Regions from separate parts of the Mus musculus genome. Here region 1 is linked to region 2. A link is a contact called in public HiChIP or PLAC-seq data. All regions are on one chromosome and are shown on one strand. The core of a region is the stretch at or near the end of the contact, and the rest is flanking DNA. Distances in the headings are between cores, read along the strand shown. Region 1 holds the start of Arhgap31 (Rho GTPase activating protein 31). Region 2 overlaps Arhgap31 (Rho GTPase activating protein 31).

Region 1 (6,090 bases), core at 3,111-5,610, 59 kb before region 2:
CAATTGCCAACTGCAGTTTTGTGGCAGAATGGGCCATTGTTGTGGATCCATCCAAACGTATCCCCAGCTAAAATAATAGATTGGTATCCTGATGCAATTGCACAGCTTGCCCTTAAAGGCCTAAAAGCAGCAATCACCCACTTTGGGCAAAGTCCATATCTTTTAATTGTACCTTATACCGCTGCACAGGTTCAAACCTTGGCAGCCGCATCTAATGATTGGGCAGTTTTAGTTACCTCCTTTTCAGGAAAAATAGATAACCATTATCCAAAACATCCAATCTTACAGTTTGCCCAAAATCAATCTGTTGTGTTTCCACAAATAACAGTAAGAAACCCACTTAAAAATGGGATTGTGGTATATACTGATGGATCAAAAACTGGCATAGGTGCCTATGTGGCTAATGGTAAAGTGGTATCCAAACAATATAATGAAAATTCACCTCAAGTGGTAGAATGTTTAGTGGTCTTAGAAGTTTTAAAAACCTTTTTAGAACCCCTTAATATTGTGTCAGATTCCTGTTATGTGGTAAATGCAGTAAATCTTTTAGAAGTGGCTGGAGTGATTAAGCCTTCCAGTAGAGTTGCCAATATTTTTCAGCAGATACAATTAGTTTTGTTATCTAGAAGATCTCCTGTTTATATTACTCATGTTAGAGCCCATTCAGGCCTACCTGGCCCCATGGCTCTGGGAAATGATTTGGCAGATAAGGCCACTAAAGTGGTGGCTGCTGCCCTATCATCCCCGGTAGAGGCTGCAAGAAATTTTCATAACAATTTTCATGTGACGGCTGAAACATTACGCAGTCGTTTCTCCTTGACAAGAAAAGAAGCCCGTGACATTGTTACTCAATGTCAAAGCTGCTGTGAGTTCTTGCCAGTTCCTCATGTGGGAATTAACCCACGCGGTATTCGACCTCTACAGGTCTGGCAAATGGATGTTACACATGTTTCTTCCTTTGGAAAACTTCAATATCTCCATGTGTCCATTGACACATGTTCTGGCATCATGTTTGCTTCTCCGTTAACCGGAGAAAAAGCCTCACATGTGATTCAACATTGTCTTGAGGCATGGAGTGCTTGGGGGAAACCCAGACTCCTTAAGACTGATAATGGACCAGCTTATACGTCCCAAAAATTTCAGCAGTTCTGCCGTCAGATGGACGTAACCCACCTGACTGGACTTCCGTACAACCCTCAAGGACAGGGTATTGTTGAGCGTGCGCATCGCACCCTCAAAGCCTATCTTATAAAACAGAAGAGGGGAACTTTTGAGGAGACTGTACCCCGAGCACCAAGAGTGTCGGTGTCTTTGGCACTCTTTACACTCAATTTTTTAAATATTGATGCTCATGGCCATACTGCGGCTGAACGTCATTGTTCAGAGCCAGATAGGCCCAATGAGATGGTTAAATGGAAAAATGTTCTTGATAATAAATGGTATGGCCCGGATCCTATCTTGATAAGATCCAGGGGAGCTATCTGTGTTTTCCCACAGAATGAAGACAACCCATTTTGGGTACCAGAAAGACTCACCCGAAAAATCCAGACTGACCAAGGGAATACTAATGTCCCTCGTCTTGGTGATGTCCAGGGCGTCAATAATAAAGAGAGAGCAGCGTTGGGGGATAATGTCGACATTTCCACTCCCAATGACGGTGATGTATAATGCTCAAGTATTCTCTTGCTTTTTACCACTAACTGGGAACTGGGTTTGGCCTTAATTCAGACAGCCTTGGTTCTGTCTGGACAGGTCCAGATGACTGACACCATTAACACTTTGTCAGCCTCAGTGACTACAGTCATAGATGAACAGGCCTCAGCTAATGTCAAGATACAGAGAGGTCTCATGCTGGTTAATCAACTCATAGATCTTGTCCAGAAACAACTAGATGTATTATGACAAATAACTCAGCAGGGATGTGAACAAAAGTTTCCGGGATTGTGTGTTATTTCCATTCAGTATGTTAAATTTACTAGGACAGCTAATTTGTCAAAAAGTCTTTTTCAGTATATGTTACAGAATTGGATGGCTGAATTTGAACAGATCCTTCGAGAATTGAGACTTCAGGTCAACTCCACGCGCTTGGACCTGTCGCTGACCAAAGGATTACCCAATTGGATCTCCTCAGCATTTTCTTTCTTTAAAAAATTGGGTGGGATTAATATTATTTGGAGATACACTTTGCTGTGGATTAGTGTTGCTTCTTTGATTGGTCTGTAAGCTTAAGGCCCAAACTAAGAGAGACAAGGTGGTTATTGCCCAGGCGCTTGCAGGACTAGAACATGGAGCTTCCCCTGATATATCTATGCTTAGGCAATAGGTCGCTGGCCACTCAGCTCTTATATCTCACGAGGCTAGTCTCATTGCACGAGATAGAGTGAGTGTGCTTCAGCAGCCCGAGAGAGTTGCAAGGCTAAGCACTGCAATGGAAAGGCTCTGCGGCATATATGAGCCTATTCTAGGGAGACATGTCATCTTTCATGAAGGTTCAGTGTCCTAGTTCCCTTCCCCCAGGCAAAACGACACGGGAGCAGGTCAGGGTTGCTCTGGGTAAAAGCCTGTAAGCCTAAGAGCTAATCCTGTACATGGCTCCTTTACCTACACACTGGGGATTTGACCTCTATCTCCACTCTCATTAATATGGGTGGCCTATTTGCTCTTATTAAAAGAAAAAGGGGGAACTGTGGGAAGCCGCCCCCACATTCGCCGTCACAAGATGGCGCTGACATCCTGTGTTCTAAGTTGGTAAACAAATAATCTGCGCATGAGCCAAGGGTATTTACGACTACTTGTACTCTGTTTTTCCCGTGAACGTCAGCTCGGCCATGGGCTGCAGCCAATCAGGGAGTGATGCGTCCTAGGCAATTGTTGTTCTCTTTTAAATAGAAGGGGTTTCGTTTTTCTCTCTCTCTTGCTTCTTACACTCTGGCCCCAAAAAGATGTAAGCAATAAAGCTTTGCCGTAGAAGATTCTGGTTGTTGTGTTCTTCCTGGCCGGTCGTGAGAACGCGACGAATAACAGACAGGCAGAGGTGCCTCCAAACTAGAAGGCTTGTCTTGAAAGCCAGCCGCCGTGTCTTAACGTATGGCACTCCTTGTTTTACGAGAACGCACTTGTGGTATAAGCAGAGCTTCCTTCCCACAGGAGACGACAGAAATCCAGCTTTCTTACGGAGAAACATCTTAATTCTTTAGTGTTGGCTAAATTTTTTTTTAAACAATATGTTCCAAACAAAACACATCTGTAGGCCAAATTTGGTAGGCTGGCTATCAGGTTATGTCTGGACATAGAGAGAAGGTCAGAGTTCAAAGTTCATAAACTGCCATGATGGCTTTTAAGAGGAATCAGTAACTAAAATGCAACACATAATACTTTTGCCAGCTATATGAATGTACCTACCCTTCAAGCCTATATATGGATTTGAATGGATGCAGGAAGTTTAATCTAATCTTTGAGTTGTCAAGGCACAAGACTTTAAGTGTTCACTGTGTGCTGAGTACACACGAGTCAAGGAATTCCAACTAAAGCAGGAAAAACATGCCGGGGTGAAAACATACGCCTCAAGTTTTAAAACAACCTGGGAGACTGGCAAAATGTCAGCGCCCCTTAAATCTTGGTTTCTTTACTCAAATCTCTTGCAGTTAGTAAGATCGGGATGTGTGTGTGCGTGTGTGTGTGTGTGTGTGTGTGTGTGTGTGTGTGTGTGTGCCTGAACTTGAGTTTGTAACTAGAAATATAACTTCTTCCTGGGCAGTGGTTACAAAGCTGCACCTCTCTCTCGCCCGAGGGTATCCTAACCTCAGCGTGGGAGAGGAGACGTCTGGGCTTCAGGGACCGCAGACCCAGGCAAAGAGAGATGGGAGTGGCCAACGTAAAGGCTTTGCCGGTCAGGTTTCTGGAATCCCAGTCTTTGTTACTGTCACTACACTTAAGTGTCGACGGAGGAGAAAGGCAGGCACTGAAATAGAAAGTGTCAGGACTGGGATGACAAGGAGAGCAATTCCATGAGCACCCATCCCGAGCCCTCCCTGCAGAGTCCGGCGCCGCCTCCTGCGCTGTGCAAAGAGCCTGACTGGCGGCAGGAAGCGGGCGGGCGGCCGCGGCTCCTCGCGAGGCCGATTTCCTCCGGGACGGCCCTGGGCGATACTCTGGACTAGCAGAGCCACTTCGGGAGAGCGCGATCTCTCCCCCAGCCCGCGCAGCTCAACCCACCCACTTACTTCCTTCGACTGCACTCACAAACACACACACACACACACACACACACACACAGCTGCCAAAAATTTCCAACCTCCGCCCCCCTCCGGAGCTGACTTCCTTCCAGCGCTTCCTGAGCTGGACGATCCTGGGATTTGTAAGACAGGAAAAAAGGGACGGCGCAAGGGCGGGCAAGGGGACGTGATGCTGGCTGTTCGCGGTCCTCCAGCGCTCTGAAGGCAGAGCGCGGGCCTAGGGCGGAGCACACTCAGCCCCGGGGCGGTCCCCTAACCGCCGCGCCCCGGCCCCGGCTCCTCGCAAGGCTCAGCCGAGAAGCGCGGGGAGACGCCGCCGGAGCCCGAGTAGGGAGGTGACACCCGCCCGGGGCGGTGCACGGCCCAATCTGCGCGCCCATGCGGACCCGCGGCGCCGCTCTGCCCTGGTGACCCGACCCCGAAACCCTCATCAGCGGTGCGGAGCAGAGAGCGCAGACGGAGGGGCAGCCTCTGTGGGGCTAACTCATGAAGAACAAGGGTGCCAAGCAGAAGCTGAAACGAAAGGGAGCCGCCAGTGCGTTTGGATGTGACCTGACGGAGTATCTGGAAAGTTCGGGACAGGATGGTAATGTACCCCCCCCCCTTTTTTTTTTTTGTTTAAGAGCGATGGATTTCTCTTGGGGTGTGCTGGATGCAGTTCACAAGTTAATGTGTTCCAGGCTCGTGCGCTCACTGTACTTTAATAGGAAAAAAAAAAAAAAAAAAAAAAGACAGTTCTTAACCACATCGCCTCCACCCCACAGTGCAGGAGCTGGGTCTGTCCATCCGACGTGTCACAGGAGCGGTGGATGAGCAGTGGTGTAGCTGTGGCGTTTACTGGCCATTTCTGAGGCTGAAGCCCCGGGAGGGAGGCTCGGGTCTTAAACTTTGGGTATTGAAAGGGAAAGATGAGGGGGTGACTGACGTGTGGTGAATCTCTCTGGATGTATCATTGTGATCATCTTAAATGTGCCTCCTGTACTGGAAGGTTTCACCGGCTCACATCCTTTTTTATTAATGTGGTAGGAGGCAGTGTGCTGGGGGTGGGGCGGGGAATCCTGGCTGGGGGAGTGCTTGCACAAACATTTTCTGTATTTCTGAGTTGATGCCAAATATACAGTACCTCCCCCGACCCCCCCCCCACCTCACCACCACCACCCTTTACCTCCTCCTGCCTTTTCAGAGGGGCCTTTGGTGTGTCCTGCGAGCAGTGTGTCGTAAGAAGGTCAGAGGGCCTCAGCTTTAAAAGAGTTTAGGATATAGAAGAGCGTCTCTGGTTTTTTTTTTTTTAAGTCAGCTTGGAAAAAGAAAAAGAGGAGCCAGTGGAAACAGTTTAAACATTTGGTGGGTGGGGAAAAATGAAAACAAACTATACTGGGATAACACCGTCTTGGAGGGTAAAAGTTTTTAATATAGCAAAGGTGGGGGAATGGGGCATGAAATGACTCCTTTTGTAAAGTTGACTGGTTCTGGACTTTAAAAAAAAAGGCTTCTTTGGAAACTTCAGAGAAAGAGAAAAGAGCCCACTACACATATCTCATATCTATCATTATACATAGATAAATACAACAAAAGAACACTTAGGGCCATGTAACTGCTCAGAATAATTCTGCCTCAGGAAAACTCTCCCTGAAACAACTGGGTTTGTCCATATCAAGTGTGCATCCCAGAAACAGTGCAGGGCCTTTGTTTCATTTCCCCTTTTTGAAGACTCAGCACCCCTAGCAATTTGCAGTGGTGTGATATTCCTGTGGTATTCGGGAGTCCAGAGTCTGCTGTGTCATTAGGACAAATGGCTTAGTATTTCAGAGCTTCAGGGGAACTACTGGTTTTCAAAACCGACTCTGAAATTGAG
Region 2 (6,668 bases), core at 382-2,881:
GAAGCCAGAGAAAGATTTATGTACTTCTTCCCACAACACACAAGGCCCCCGAAGGTGAGGACTCCAGCTCTGCTTCTGGCTATGTCCTTGATACCTGGTACTCAGTCCCTATGCACAGAATAGGCACCAAGAAGGTCTGGATGGGTAAATCTACCTGGGAGCTATAGAAGAGGGTGGGTTATGACCTCGGTTTGTCTCATGCAGAGACCCGAACAGCGACCTCTTTTCCCTTGCTCTGTCTCCTTCTCAGATGCTTAGAGACAATTACTGAAGTTCGCCAAGTAGGATCAGCACACGGTTGCAAATCACAAGACAAACGTCAGGGACTTCTTATCTTGAGTCAGATCATAAAAGCTATCAGGCCTTGTCCATCTCTCATATGTGGTCACTTAAAGGCCCTTTGCCTACTCTCCCTAGGCCAGCTCTTGTAGGTAGAGAGTGGGTCACACCTCCTGGCTCCTGACCAGTCAATCCCCTTGATCTTCCATTGGGCCCTCGGCCTGAGAATCTGCCCCATCTTCCCTGGAGCTGATGGCCAAGAATGTCTCTCAGATCTCCTCTGCAGTCCTCAGTATTCTTTCACAGCACCTAGCCTGAGGACACTCCCTCCCAGCTGTGACCACACCCTTAGAGCCTACTACTTCCATCTCTGTGCAGGAAATTTAAGCCTTGGACAATCCTTTGCAAGCCTACACCCTCTTCAAACAGGAATCACCAGATCCTTACAAAAATAAACGAACCTCCTCTCCTCTTTGCATGGGATCAGAAGATTGCATATTTACAGAGGGGAGGCAGTCTCTGGCAGCCCGCTCCCTTTCCTCTGCAGAAAGATGTCATTAAATCCAATGACTCTGGCCCACAGCTACAGAACGAACAAGGGCTCTGCCTGACATTTTTGCTCTACCCGATATTTAGCTGCCATGTAATTGAACTAACCTGCCTGCAAGCTGATGCCATGTGCAGCGTACTAAGGTACAACTTTGAGTCACACAGGAGTCTGGCCCATCGCTCTACTTGTGGGGGATCAGATAAACATGATTAATTTGACTTGACCACTAAGGGAGAGTCTTAAGTTTGAACACCCTGAATTACATCTGCCATCAAAGTGTGTGTTAGCTTGGTCACAGAGAAGCCTACTGGGTAGTTAAGCCTTAATTCTGAAAATTAGAGAGAAAGGAGATCTGAAGCACTTGGCACACGACTCTTGCCGTGGTTCAGTCTCTCTCCAGCTCCGGGCTTCGCTGCTGTTGAGCTGGGTGGCCGTGGATGGAGCCCTGAACGTCCTGGGGCCTCAGGTTGCCTGGCACCGAGTCAGGCGTGTTTAACCAAGTCCCTTCCAAGTCATAAGCTTTCAGCCTTAATCCCAGACATATCTGGCAAAAATCATGTCTGAAGATAGCACTGACGTGGGAGGAGGGAGCAGACCAGGGGCTCTCAGTGTGGGCCTCTGGTTGGGTCTTCAGAGGATGGGACTGATGTTTGAGCTGCTAATCTTCGGGACAGAAGCCTGAATGTCACCGTGCCTTGTGGTTTTAACAAACCACAGATTGCTGTGAGTGTTTGCCTGGCTTTCCATGAGAGATAAAAGCCCTGTCTGCTGAGGTGCAGGGGAGGCCCCTCTGCAGGAACACAGTGTGAGAACCAGTTTGTGATACGGAAAGGGGGAGGGGCACCGGCTGCAGAGTCCACCCTTAGAGCTCAGTTCCGTTCCCCCGGGGGCCACAAAGCCAAGACTTAAATGACTCAGGCTCTCATGATCCGCATCATAAGCGAAGGCCTTGACTCTTCAGAGGTGTGCAGGGATTGGAGTTGCTTTGAAAACGACTTTCTCTGAAGTGGATGGACTAGTCTTAGGGTTGGCGTCTCTCGCATAGGTTTTAAAGACCATAGTCTCAGTATCTGCTGGGGTGTTTTCCAGTCTGGGAAAGGGGTGACAAGGTCTTCAGGGTCCCACATGTAAGTAGAGAGAGTGATGTCGAGGAAAGGATGGAGATTCTGCTATCTCACGCACGGGCAGATCTGTGTCTTCAAAAGCTTGGTGTAGCAACTGACCCACTCCTCCTTTCACGCCAAACATGCATACATACATGCATACATACATACATACATACATACATACACACACACACACACACACACACACACACACACATACACACATACATACATACATACATACATACATACATACATACTAATACACACACACACACATTATTGATCTTTCTCCAAGAGTGTTCCTAACACCTTTCAGGGAACTCTTTCTGAGTTTGTTTTCTGTCAGCTCCCGGGAGACCCTTTTGTACATTAATATGGAGACCCTCCCCTAGGCTGTTCTTCTAAGACGCTGGTTCTTGACAGAACTCCCTGCCTCTTATAAGCTGTTGGGAATAGCTCCTGCCGCAAGCCCCACCTAAGTCCCGTGGTAAACTGTGTGGCTGTGGACACATCTCTTACATCACAGACACTGAAGCACTTTCATTGCTAACTAATACAGAGGATGCGATTGGATGACTCTTATTCTTACATCCATCTGTAGGTTTTTTGGGGTTTTTTTGTTTTTGTTTTTTGTTGTTGTTGTTGTTGTTGTTTTGTCTACTAATTACTTACAATCCTTGTACAATGACAATTTTTAATTTTTAAATAATTACTTACAATCCTTGTACAATGACAATTTTTTATTTTTAAATTACATTTTATTTATTTGCTTGAGGCTTGGAGGGTTTGAAGGTCAGAGGACACCTTGTGGTAGTTGGTTCTGTGCCTTCAATCATTGCAGGCCCGAGGATGGAACTTCGGTCGTCAGGGTTGATAGCAGGTGCCTTTACCCACTGAGCCAACCGGCCATCCTCAAAGAATAAATTTTTTTAAAATATTAAATAAAATAAGTGTATAAAGCAGCCAGTGTTTTCAGTCACTAGACAAGCTTGTGCAAGACATAAATCGCCTGAAAAGGGTTACATGCGGCAGGATGTGCTCTTGTTTTTAGCAGGAAAAAGAAGCCTTGTAACAACAGGAAGCACTGGGAGGCCTCAGTACCAAGGGCTTCCAAGCAAAGCTGTTCTGGAAACAATGGCTGCCTGTGGCTCAGGAATATCAGGCAGGAAATGAAAAGATGCTGGGGTGGGGGTGGGAGCACAGAGGAGCTGACAAACTGCTACCTGGAGGTTCTTCATATGGCCTTAGCCTACTCACCAGAATGAAGTCGCATTCTCCGAATTCTCCCCATCCCCCATTGGCAAACCCACCCGATGTTAGAAAAGACTACTGCCGTGGCTGGAGCCCACGGAGCCCACGGAGCCACGGATCTGGAAACCATTAGGAAACTGTACCGCCCAGGAAACCAGAGGGTACAATGAGCAGGAGGACCATACGGTGACATCAGTAGAGGGCAGGGCCATAGATGAACTGAGAACCATGTACAGCTAAGTCCCTGGAGAATTCTGACTTTGGCAGAGTAAATATAGCGTCGGGGTTAATCAGAGTCCAGCCATACCAAAGCAGATACATTTAAACCTTCTGAGGTTGAGGCTTATGTTTTATTTAACGAAAATTTCCGTTCCCTACGGGTGGGGTGAGTTGGCGAGTCATGAGGAATGCAAATGAGAAACAAAAACAAAACAAGCAAACAAAAATAACTCCAGGAAGGACCTCGATGTAAACCACCAGGACCAAGAACCCACACATCTGCAGGTGGACGAGGCTCTCAGATTCTGACCCAGCTGCTTCTAGCTTCGTTCAGGAAGATGGTGGATCTTGGGGTATTAATTCAGAAGGGAACGTTGGCCCTCATTCCATCCAGAAGTAGCGCGCTCCGCTGGGATGAAAGTCTGAGGCTGGGAGTCACTGCTGGCTCATAGGGCTGCCGTGAGAGTTTCCCATCACAATGCAAAGGAGTACCTTGCTCTCCTCAAAGGTCTAAATCTGATTGCTGTGGAACAGGAAGAGCCAGGCGTTTTAATCCCCCATCTAAGCCCTCGCCCTCTTGACTCTGTGCTGAGATGGGAAACCCTCCCTGTGTTGTTCTTTTTCTGTTTTGCTCATCCTTACCCTGTGTCTGGGCCTACCTCAAATGGGAGTTATGCTTTTTAAACTCTATTGAAAAGTCCAAGAGGGGCTGGAGACATGGCTCAGCGGTTAAGAGCACTGTCTGCTCTTCTGAAGGTCCTGAGTTCAAATCCCAGTAACCACGTCGCCCTCTCCTGGGGTGTCTGAAGTCAGCTACAGTGTACTCACATATAATAAACAAATAACTCTTTTTAAGAGAGAGAGAGAGAGAGAGAGAGAGAGAGAGAGAGAGAGAGAGAGAGAGAGAGAGAGAGAGAGAAAGAAAGAAAGAAAGAAAGAAAGAAAGAAAGAAAGAAAGAAAGAAAGAAAGAAAGAAAAGCCCAAGAGCTACCTCTAGCTCTTTGGTCTACCATAGTCTTCCTACTTAGAAAATAAGAATAATAGCCTGAGAGAGGGCTTGGTGCCTGAGTGCTTCCTGGCAAGCACTGATCTACAGAACCTGTTTGAAAATCAGACTCGGTGGCAAATGTCTGTAACCCAGCACTGAGGGGCTAACCCCATGCATATCAAGAGATATTGCCAGCAAGCCAGTATGGCTGAAACAGCAAGTTCCAGGTCCAAGTTCAGTGCTAGACTCTACCTTTAAAAAATAGAGAATTTAGAGAAATGATTTGAGAACATCCCCAAGTCGACCCCTGTCCTCTACATGAGACCACACATGCAAATGTGGCCTTGGTCTCCAGTGCCAGGCTAAATCTTCTGCCAGCCTTATCTGGATAACAGTGTTCTTCTTTGTCAACAAGCCCTATAAGCAGTGACACTGGAGTTTTGTGCATTTTTAAGTTATCTATTCTTGCTCACAAACCGGGCTTGAAAATGTGCTTGAGGGTGACAGATCTCCATCCTATGAGCCACTCCTGGCCTGTTAGAAGGGCAGTCAGCCTTATAGATTCCTTAAATATCCTTTAAGAGTGAAGTGTTATTCTCAGACAGATAGTGGGTCGGAGGGAGTATTTTCAAATTACACACAGTCTAGCAGCCTCCAGTGGCAACAGACAGACAGACAAACAGAAATCCTCAGATGAGACTTCTGTGTGCAGGGTGAACTAGGCCAGCCCAATGCCCTAAGTGGGGTGCTGCCAGTACCCACAACACAGTCCACACTGTGCTCAGCACTATACACCCACCCCAATACATAAACCCAGAGGTGCCCTGTGCAGTCCTGTCTGCCCCTAAAGGCAGCTGCAGATCTAGCCTGGGCGCTGCCTGGATTGGAACTGACTCTAGAGAAGCCACAGGGCATGTCTGCAAAGAGGACTACCATCATGGAGGGTGTGTTTAGCAAGACTTACCTGGATGTAGAGATCAAGACTGAATGCAATCTTCCCTGGCCATCGTTTTTAAAACACTCCCCTATTAACCTGCCTTCCACCAGACTGGTCTAGGCAGCATTCCTGGGATTCACCGCATTATTTCTCCGTTTCTATCATGTTTATAGCGTTCTCTAATCGCCATGCACCCGAGTGTTTATTATGTGCCCGACCCTTGACCAAGAAGCACTCTTCAGACACGTGGTGTACATCCCGTCACTTCAGATCACTCACGTTCCAGGGTCAGAATTCCACTGCAGGACTTTGATGAGTCCCCCACTTCCCTCCCCCACAGCCTTTATTTATCCAATGTCTCATAACACTGTAAGCTCTAAGGATCTAGGCTCAGCACTCTAACGTGCTCCCTCTCATGCAGCTGGAGTTCCTTAAATGTACATTATTTTTTTTGTACTTGATCAAACCCTGAAATCCCTGTCTGTACCCCACCACCATGTGCAGTGTTTGTTTAAAAGAAAAAAAAAAAGCTGTAATTTTTTTTATGGCTGCCTAGGGCCCTTACTGTGTTTCTCTGGATGTTTTCCTGTTGGTCATGTTGCTCAATACCTCTGAGCTCTAGGGTCCTCGTTTGTGTAATAGGGTGAAAATGCCTCTGTACGCTGGTTATAGGTAGTGGGCAGTGACAGATGAAGAAACAAGCGTTAGAGTCACCGTATCACAAACCGTGCAGCATCTGAGAGTTGGGAGGAAATGAGGAGAGACCACTGAGCCACCTGGTCCCTGAGCTCTAAGGAGAGAGAGGCTCCTGACTTGAGTCTTCCCTGGAAGCCTGGGCAGAGCAGAGCTGATTCCTGGAGGCCCTGCCAGCAGGTTAGGCAAACACTTCAGTTTAATGAGGGCAATTGCCTCATGGGATCACTGGGAAGGGCGACTGACTGCCAACGTGACGTCGCTGGTCTCAGGAACCCCTCCAGTTTCTTTTCATTCAACCTGCTCTTCAAAACCCTAGTTTTAGAAAGCACTGTTCCTTCAGAGAACTGAGGGAAATGAGAGTCAGCCTCTACTGTCTACAGGCAGTCACTCCAGTGTGTTTTCCTCTTTGCCATTTAATATAGGAAACAAGGTAGGTTCCTTCTTTGGCCGGTTAGTTGGTTGGTTTGGGGTTTTGTTGGTGGGAGAGCCTACTGTTTCTCCTATTCCAGTCGGTTCTTGACCTCGCAATCCTCCTGCCTCCAGCATGAATTACAGGGGCGTACCACCACACCCAACTCGGGAAGTATTTTTCATTTTTTAGAAGCCACTTAGATTCTTTTGTAACTTTTTCAAAGACAT

Evidence for each region. HiChIP or PLAC-seq counts read pairs in DNA pulled down with a chosen protein or histone mark.
Region 1: an H3K4me3 HiChIP or PLAC-seq map of bone marrow-derived macrophages shows a contact between it and region 2, with 4 times the contacts expected there. The contact joins the promoter of Arhgap31 here to the enhancer-like site in region 2. A contact is called at or near these places in 13 of 39 promoter capture datasets (the 3T3-L1 cell line, 3T3-L1-derived adipocytes, the C10 cell line and 8 more), 1 of 15 datasets of contacts at CTCF or cohesin (pro-B cells), 32 of 484 Hi-C or Micro-C datasets (the C2C12 cell line, CD4 T cells, CD8 T cells and 21 more), 24 of 115 datasets of contacts at active chromatin or transcription factors (the 230-238 cell line, CD8 T cells, Th17 cells and 17 more) and 3 of 9 other capture datasets (adipose tissue, liver and macrophages).

Annotation. Positions count from the first base shown.
Region 1 is chr16:38,711,305-38,717,394 of GRCm38.p6, reverse strand. It overlaps Arhgap31 (Rho GTPase activating protein 31), which reads left to right and starts at 4,360. Exons shown (of 12, transcript NM_020260.2): 1 at 4,360-4,821. The coding sequence starts at 4,722.
Region 2 is chr16:38,648,519-38,655,186 of GRCm38.p6, reverse strand. All of the region lies in intron 1 of Arhgap31 (Rho GTPase activating protein 31), which reads left to right. It overlaps Gm36482 (a long non-coding RNA gene), which reads right to left. Exons shown (of 6, transcript XR_003951954.1): 5 at 3,196-3,931; 6 at 2,694-2,849. Among named protein-coding and RNA genes, the nearest start is that of Gm36482, 37 kb to the right of the region's middle. Within about 2 kb of position 1,631, at least 100 of the 459 cell types and tissues checked have an H3K27ac peak or open chromatin away from gene starts, as enhancers often do. A contact at or near this core is called in the C2C12 cell line, CD8 T cells, T follicular helper cells and 14 more, where this site is marked.